Regions from separate parts of the Bombyx mori genome. Here region 1 is linked to region 2. Evidence: chromatin contacts called from public Hi-C data. All regions are on one chromosome and are shown on one strand. The core of a region is the stretch at or near the end of the contact, and the rest is flanking DNA. Distances in the headings are between cores, read along the strand shown.

The links. A called contact is a pair of places that touch in the nucleus more often than the background predicts.
Region 1: a Hi-C map of whole pupa shows a contact between it and region 2, with 2.0 times the contacts expected there. The contact joins the promoter of LOC101744693 here to the enhancer-like site in region 2. A contact is called at or near these places in 2 of 7 Hi-C or Micro-C datasets (midgut and whole pupa).

The regions. Positions count from the first base shown.
Region 1 is chr27:6,410,800-6,414,706 of ASM3026992v2, reverse strand. It overlaps LOC101744693 (IQ motif and SEC7 domain-containing protein 1), which reads left to right and starts at 2,052. Exons shown (of 23, transcript XM_021346151.3): 1 at 2,052-2,354.
Region 2 is chr27:6,347,831-6,351,849 of ASM3026992v2, reverse strand. The region is part of intron 2 of LOC101744693 (IQ motif and SEC7 domain-containing protein 1); the gene reads left to right. Among protein-coding and RNA genes, the nearest start is that of Mir2778a-4, 36 kb to the right of the region's middle. Within about 2 kb of position 2,064, at least 8 of the 8 cell types and tissues checked have open chromatin away from gene starts, as enhancers often do.

The DNA.
Region 1 (3,907 bases), core at 803-3,302, 63 kb before region 2:
TTTTTAATCCTACCTATGCTGGCCTTGAGAGACTATATCAGCTTCGCCCTAACGTGTAGGTGAGCTCACGGGGTTCAAACCGGAGTGGTGCTAACACTGGCCCTAGCAAGAGCAGTACTTCGCAGAATCTACCACCGGATCGGAAACGCGACCCACTGAGAAGATCCAGTAAGAAACTCAGTGGGTTGTGTCTGTTGGTTAATTCGCTCGTCGAGCCCTTCATCGCAAGCGACGGGTTCGACGGGTTACAGTGACCGGTGCTTGTAACCTAAAAGCACCGTTAATGGATCAGGAGGATCCATAATGACGTGTTTTGGGCAATATTCATGCAGTTGCGATATAACACAGTGAAAAACGTCTAGAGTTTAAGGTCGAAATAGAATGAATGCACTCAAATTGCAATTAAACGAGGACAAAGATAAATCCCATTCTCACGGATCGTTTGGAACCTCTGGGTCTGCGAAGGGACTTCGGTTCCCTCTGTATTTTGTACCGTATGTTCCACGGGGAGTGCTCTGAGGAATTGTTCGAGATGATACCGGCATCTCGTTTTTACCATCGCACCGCCCGCCACCGGAGTAGAGTTCATCCATACTACCTGGAGCCACTGCGGTCATCCATAGTGTGTTTCCAGAGGTCTTTTTTGCCACGCACCATCCGGCTATGGAATGAGCTCCCCTCCACGGTGTTTCCCGAGCGTTATGACATGTCCTTCTTCAAACGAGGCTTGTGGAGAGTATTAAGCGGTAAGCAGCGGCTTGGCTCTGCCCCTGGCACTGCTGAAGTCCATGGGCGACGGTAACCACTCACCATCAGGTGGGCCGTATGCTCGTCTGCCTACAAGGGCAATAAAAAAAGATTAATAGTTAAACCGTAACAAATAGGATATAATATACCGGCGTAACAAAGATCATAATATGTTTTGATTGTGCAATACGGATTGAAACATTTAACAATATTTTATTGTCAATTACATAGTTGGTTACATTTAAAGGTTTCAAAAAACAACAATGGATATCAGAACAATATATTACAATAAGTCACAAAATCGTGAACATGAAAAGGCGCTTTTGTCCTTTGTCTTTCATCATTTATCATCTTTGGCCAGCATACGATCCACCTGGTAATGAGCGCTCACTATTATTCATGGACGTCAGCAGTATTATGGGTCCATGCCTAGCTTCGTTTGAAGAAAAATCTGTCACAGGGCACTCATTACTGGTGGTAGGACCTCTTATGGGTCCACACGGGTAGGTACCACCACCTGTCTATTTCTGCCGTGAAGCAGTAATGCGTTTCGGTTTGAAGGATGGGGCAGCCGTTGTATCTATACTGAGACTTTAGAACTTATATCTAAAGGTGGGTAGCGCATTTACGTAGTAGATATCTATGGGCTCCAGTAACCACTTAACACCAGGTGGGCTGTCAACACGTTCACCCATCTAAGCAATAAAAAAAAGATAATAATTTTATCGATCAAATGTAAATACGTATAAGCGAGTACTATTTTCTCATCTGTTTATCAACCGATTCTCTCTTTTTGTTTAGTTGACAAACATTATTAGCATCCACTATTTTTTAATTTTTAAATGTCAATAAAAAAAACAAAAGAGATAATGAAATAGGTAAAAAAAAAGTGAAAAGATTGAAAAGTATTATTAAAGTTTAAAGAAAAGTTGGAATAGCCTACGGGTTAATAGTAATGCCTTCATACCAAAAAAAATTCTCGGAGCTGAAACGATAATAATTATCGTAAAATTAGATCAGATTTAATTTTGTTGGAACGCAGTGACTTGCTTAAAGCGCCATCTCTGAAAGCACCTCTTAACTAATTATATTTTATAATGTAACATGAAAGATGTCGACAGCTCCGACAGCTACAAACGTAATAACAACTTTTCAAAAGATGGCAGTACAATCGCTTTATTTGTTTTGAAATAGTAAGCAGATGGCGTTGCACACAACTCTCTTTAATAAGAGGTTCTCGGGCTAAGAAACATTTGGAGGCCTTCAACGTCATTTCAATTTTGCCGCATTATAGTAAAAGTAACGGAGTCAATAGCAGAGTAGTCGCGTTTGCGGTAGGGTGAATGAATTTCGCCTTTAGTCAGTCTGTTGTCGCTCGCGTTTGAAATTGTGTTGTGACAGTCGGATATCGAGATTCGTTCGGTGAATGTTGTGAAAGTGTAATTCTTCACGTTTAGTGACTGAAATTTGTTCAGAGAATACGATTTTGCAGTTGTAAATATAAGTGAAGTGTGTGATGTGAGTTTTAGTGAACGTTTGTGTGGTAAATTGTGACTCAAAACGCGTTAAGCGTTACGATCTTCGAGTTACCGGCGAATCGTGTTATGGTGAGTATGATCGATATTTACCCCCTTTTGTCTACATTACTGTATTGTTATGACTACTGATATTCATAAACAAAATTTATAAAAATCTACTGTCACTATTAAAAACCGCTAAGACTATAAAACAAGTTTCAAAAGTTGAACCAAGTGTTTAAGTCCGTTGAATTAAATTCTATTTCCGTTAGAATACCTTATCTAGCCCAAATCTTGGTATTTACAGCTTTACATGAATAAAATTGTGCGCTTTGTACTTTGTGTTGTATTTCCTAATTAGTTTAAATATTTAGTTTTGAGATCGACGTCTTTTGCGATATTTTTAGTTAGCTGTTGTTGGGTCCAAATGGGGAAGTATTTCATTGGGTTAGTACATGCGTATACATAATTTTCATTGATAATTAATAAAAAAGATACTTATGTCTAAAGACCAAGTGATGTACTTTTGAAAGACTGCAAAGCTAGTGACCGCTAATCATTTCTTATTAAGATTTTTTTTATTTATAAACCATCAATTAATATGTTGGAGTGCTATACAAAATAAAATTTAAATCTATATTACTTAGTATAAAAATAATTTTAAAACAACTGAGATTTCCAGTAAATAACATTTATTGTACAATCATCCTTAAAATCATGAATCCAGGCAATTTAATTTATTTTTATTCATTTATCCTAAATTTTCATTTATCCTTAATTTTCGAATAGCAAGTCATAATTAGCCTTAGGTAAAAATATATCAAAATTATATGAAGCTCTAATGGATAAATGTTTCAAACTGTTACATGAATTTAATTCAATATGTTACATGACAATATCATTTTCTGTAGGAACTTTTTATTGATCAAAAATTTTATTTCATGATTATACTTAGCTTGAATTTAAGATTAGTTTCACTCTGATCATGGTAAGCACTGCAAAATAATGAGAGTAGTTTGAATTTTTTAAATTGTATTATTATGCAATTATTCTTGTTTCTAATTTCAATATCTTCTCATCTATAGCCCTGTCGTTTGTGCCTATAATTAAGGTGACATTTATAGCATACCTTCTTATCATTTTATCGATGCCCTGAATTGGTGAGTAACTTTGTTGGTGCAACTAATTAAACAAATAAATAAAACATTTCAATTTTTATATATTACTAGATGTTGATGATTAAATACATGAATTAAGCTGCTAATAATTGCTTTTGTTTCGGTTCATTAAGAAAAATATATTATGTACTTCATATCTAATACCTCAGATGGTGAGATGTAATTAAAATCACTAATAAAATCTCTTAACTTTCCATTTCCACTTCCCATTATGTGATGCTTTGAACATATATGTTTTGGAAGGTAAATGATATTCGATTGTTACCTAATGACTTGTCATTCTGTTGTCTAAGCTTTGAAGGCTTAGTGTAAATTGATTTTCCCATAGTTTGACCCAATATCTATTGTCAGTGGCTACTGGCAATGATTAATGATGGCTCGTCGTCAAGAACTTACGAAGTCGGATGCTCACGCCCACGCCGAAGACAATAGCCATCTGATTTGTGAGGTCACCATTGACTTTTC
Region 2 (4,019 bases), core at 815-3,314:
GTAAATTTAATTATATTTTATTAAAATAAGAAAATACTATACATACATAAATTTATATATTTATTTACTTAGACACCAACAACATGTATTGACACACAAAACATTCAAGCTTAAAATTAACATGTATAAAATTAAGTACTGGTATGTATACCAGTTACAGGCATGTACAGCAATCTCTTGTAACATACTATGACATGTTACAGCAACTTTACAAACAACGGAGAAATAGATTAAATTCAAATCTTAACAGTACGACAAAAAAAAAAATATTAAAAAAAATAATATTCATAATGGGTCTGTGGTGCCTGATTTTTGAATTTCTCTAAAGTGCTACTTTTCTTAGTTTTATGACCAACTCCCATTTCAGCTTCCATTATCCCTTGCTAGAAATCTGAAACTAAATTTCTACGTTTACTATGGTCTCCTGATTTAATTCGTTGCGCGATCCAAGATACATCTGCTTTGTTTCGGGTAACCCGAACTTCATCGTTCGGAGTATTTTCGTGTGGTCGCCGCTGTGGATACACAGGAATTACAGTGGTGGGAAAGAGTGGTGGGCAAATACCCGAAAACTGATGTATTTTAGTATGATAAATTAAGTCTAAGAAATTCTTGATACGTTTACCTGTACTTTTTGGGATTGAAAGTTATGCTATCAATCAGCTTGAATAGGCTACAGACATCACAAGAGGAACACCGCCTATCCTCGCCGAACATAATATAGTGGTTGGTGACTGACCAAACCTTTTTTTCCCCTACCTAACCTGATAGCCTTAAGAGGCTAAGGGAGTTCATATAGAGTCCCTTCTTTATTTCGCCGTAAAGTCGTGTTTTATATAATTAACACCACAGTTGGAACAATATAAATTTTATTGTTGTAGCTACATAAATAATTCTAAATAATTACATTATATTAGTTATTTAACACATTATAAATTATTTTTACGTTTTAAATATTTGGCGGTAAAAAGGTCCCGTGGCACAGACTATATTCTTTTTCCCACATCTCGTGCGTTCTGGCTTACGCATCATAAAAATGTGCGTTCATAAACGCCACAAGGCTATTTCAGCATAACCTTAACTAGTAGGTGAGCTCACGGGGCTCAAACCTGACGACGTTGCTAATACGAACCCCAGCAAGAGCCGTGCTTAGCAGAATCTACCACCAAACCCAAGTCGTCCCAAACTTCGAAAATTTAAGTCGTCACTGGGGACTCGGGTTCGATTTGATTACTCAATCTTCTTCTTTCATTATGAAAATTATTCAGTGCACGACCTATACCTATATTATTAGAAAACTTGATTCTCTTTCCTAAATACTAATAATACCCAAACGAGAAAATAATTTCATAAATTTAAGTAATTTATATTTTGAGAACCGGTATATTTGACATAGCGCAATCGTCGCGCCCTTGGTGTCATGAATAAAATAAATTGGTACTCTATACGAAGATTGTGACACCACTTACGGGTGACGTCTGTAATACTTCCGATTATAATTCTCTAACCCCGTTGCCTACAAGTGCTTTTGAGTCAAGAGCGTTTAATACTATCGATTGTTTTATCAAAGCCGAGCGGCACGTCTTTCGGATTTTCATTTACAGATAGATAATTTTTTTATTCAAATGTGGATTTTTGTTTTAATAATAAATCATTTTGACAAAGATATTTTAAATTTTTTAATTGATCGTTGTTGTTAAAATCATCTGATGATACGTGAATGTGTATCCTAAAGCTTGTGGCCTAAAGGTATCCTTTTTTTTATTGCCCTTGCAAGCAGATGAACATACGGCCCACCTGATGGTGACCGTCGCTTATTGAAGCCCCTGCCTACCGTTAAGTACTGTCCACGAGTAATAAAATAAAAAAATATAAAAATGTATAAGTTGGATAAGAACATATCTGAATCCCTTATTAATAGATTTTTTCCATTCAGTACACGTTCTTTCGTGTCACGAAGGGATGTTCCATACCAGGAAACAATTATTATACGTCAGTACCATATCAATGTTGACGCCCAAGCGGTCTCCGAAAGGGACTAAAAATGATAGAATATTTTCGACGATCGAATACAAAAGGGCATGTACGTTATTCCTATCGCGGAAACCGCGTGAGACGATACCCCGAAGGGAATATAATGGGGGTGGATAGGGGGATTCCAGGGCGATCCAACTACGTCACAAGACGCTGTCGTGAATGCTATTGATGTATTTAGAGCTTCATATAGATTTTTTGATGATGTTTATATTTAGTGTTATTTTTGGTTGCTTTTAACGAATCATTCCTACAACCAAATTGTTATAATATAGTAAAAAATATATCGGACGTGATTAACGGTATATTTACCTACAAAGCGTATATTTACATAAAACAACAGAACTTATAGATTAACTAAATTTGATGAATATTCTGCCTGCCTATTTCTGCCGTGAAGCAGTAATGCGTTTCGGTTTGAAGGGTGGGGCAGCCGTTGTAACTATACGAGATCTTAGAACTTATATCTCAAGGTGGGTAGCGCACTTACGTTGTAGATGTCTATGAGCTCCAGTAACCGCTTAACACCAGGTAGGCTGTGAGCTCGTCCACCCATCTAAGCAATAAAAAATAAAAAAGTATATGTTAAGACATGACTAGTAATTTCGTAACATCAATATTATGCCAGACAAACGTCAATCATCGTGCGAGTAACACGTCTGCATTGAACGAAACTCGCAGACATAATGATTGGCGCACCGCTAACCGCTATTACGGCTGTGACGTCATATCCGATACTGCGCACGCGCCAGCTAATCTACCTCGTAGTATAAATTTAACAGTAAGCTTACTCGGTATTCCTGCAGTTATTTTAATACAAAATCCTATTAAAAATACGACAAGTTTCATTTCTAGCCTACCCGGAACTTTTTATGGGAGTAATTATGAATTAATGTACATACATAAACAAGCTTTAGATCAAAACTTCAATAGCAATGTGAAATTTTAAAAACATCGTTAGTAAAAACATGCAATCTCTATATATATAAAAATGAATTGCTGGTCGTTAGTCTCGCTAAAACTCGAGAACGGCTACACAGATTTGGCTAATTTTGGTCTTGAATTATTTGTGGAAGTCCAGAGAAGGTTTAAAAGGTACTTAGATAAATATGAAAATCGGAATTAAATAAAAATAACAATTTTGTTTTTCCTTTGATGTGTCCCCCGTCGCGTCGGACGGATTCCTTTTGTTTGTTTTAAGTTTATTTTATACAAAAGTCTTTTATTTATCGATTGAGGCACTACGAAGTCTGCCGGGTCAGTTAGTAAATTAATAAATACTAGTAAAATATAATAATAAACAGGTTTTTATTTCTCTTTCGCTCAAACGAATGTTGCTATGCTGTTCTCTTTCTACTGTGTCATCACAAACAGGTGACGACAGTTTTGCCACAGTGCTTAACGAAAAAAATGTTTACACACAGAACGTTCTACGAAGAATTATTTCGGCTATTTTCGTTAAAACAATTACTCAGGTTTTCCCGTGAACTTAATTGTTCATGATGACACACGATATATTATATTGACGTAATACACGCATATGTGTTTATATTTGAGTCTGTCTGCTAAAGTAGAAGGGAGTTTTGTGATGTCTCTTTTGGATTGCATTAAGGAATCTCTGATTGCTTTCGACGTTGCCGTCGCTATGAGCGGTAGGCAGTGGCTTGGCTCTGCCCCTGGCATTGCTGAAGTCCATGGGCGACGATAACCACTCACCATCAGGTGGGCCGTATGCTCGTCTGCCTACTTCTTCTTCTTCTTCTTCTTCGTCGCTTTCTTCATTACTGAAGGTCGTGTCCCTGAAACTCGACCGTTGCCTGTCTCGTGAGCTGTTTCCATCTCGTCCGGTCCTCAGCTGCTCGAATGGCGGTTGCGACTGGCAACCCAGTTAGAGCGGTTACTTGATCACACCAACGGCTAGGTAATCGGCCGCGGGGTCTCTTTCCTTCTACTTTGCCCGTCACAATCACTTTGTCCAAGTTATC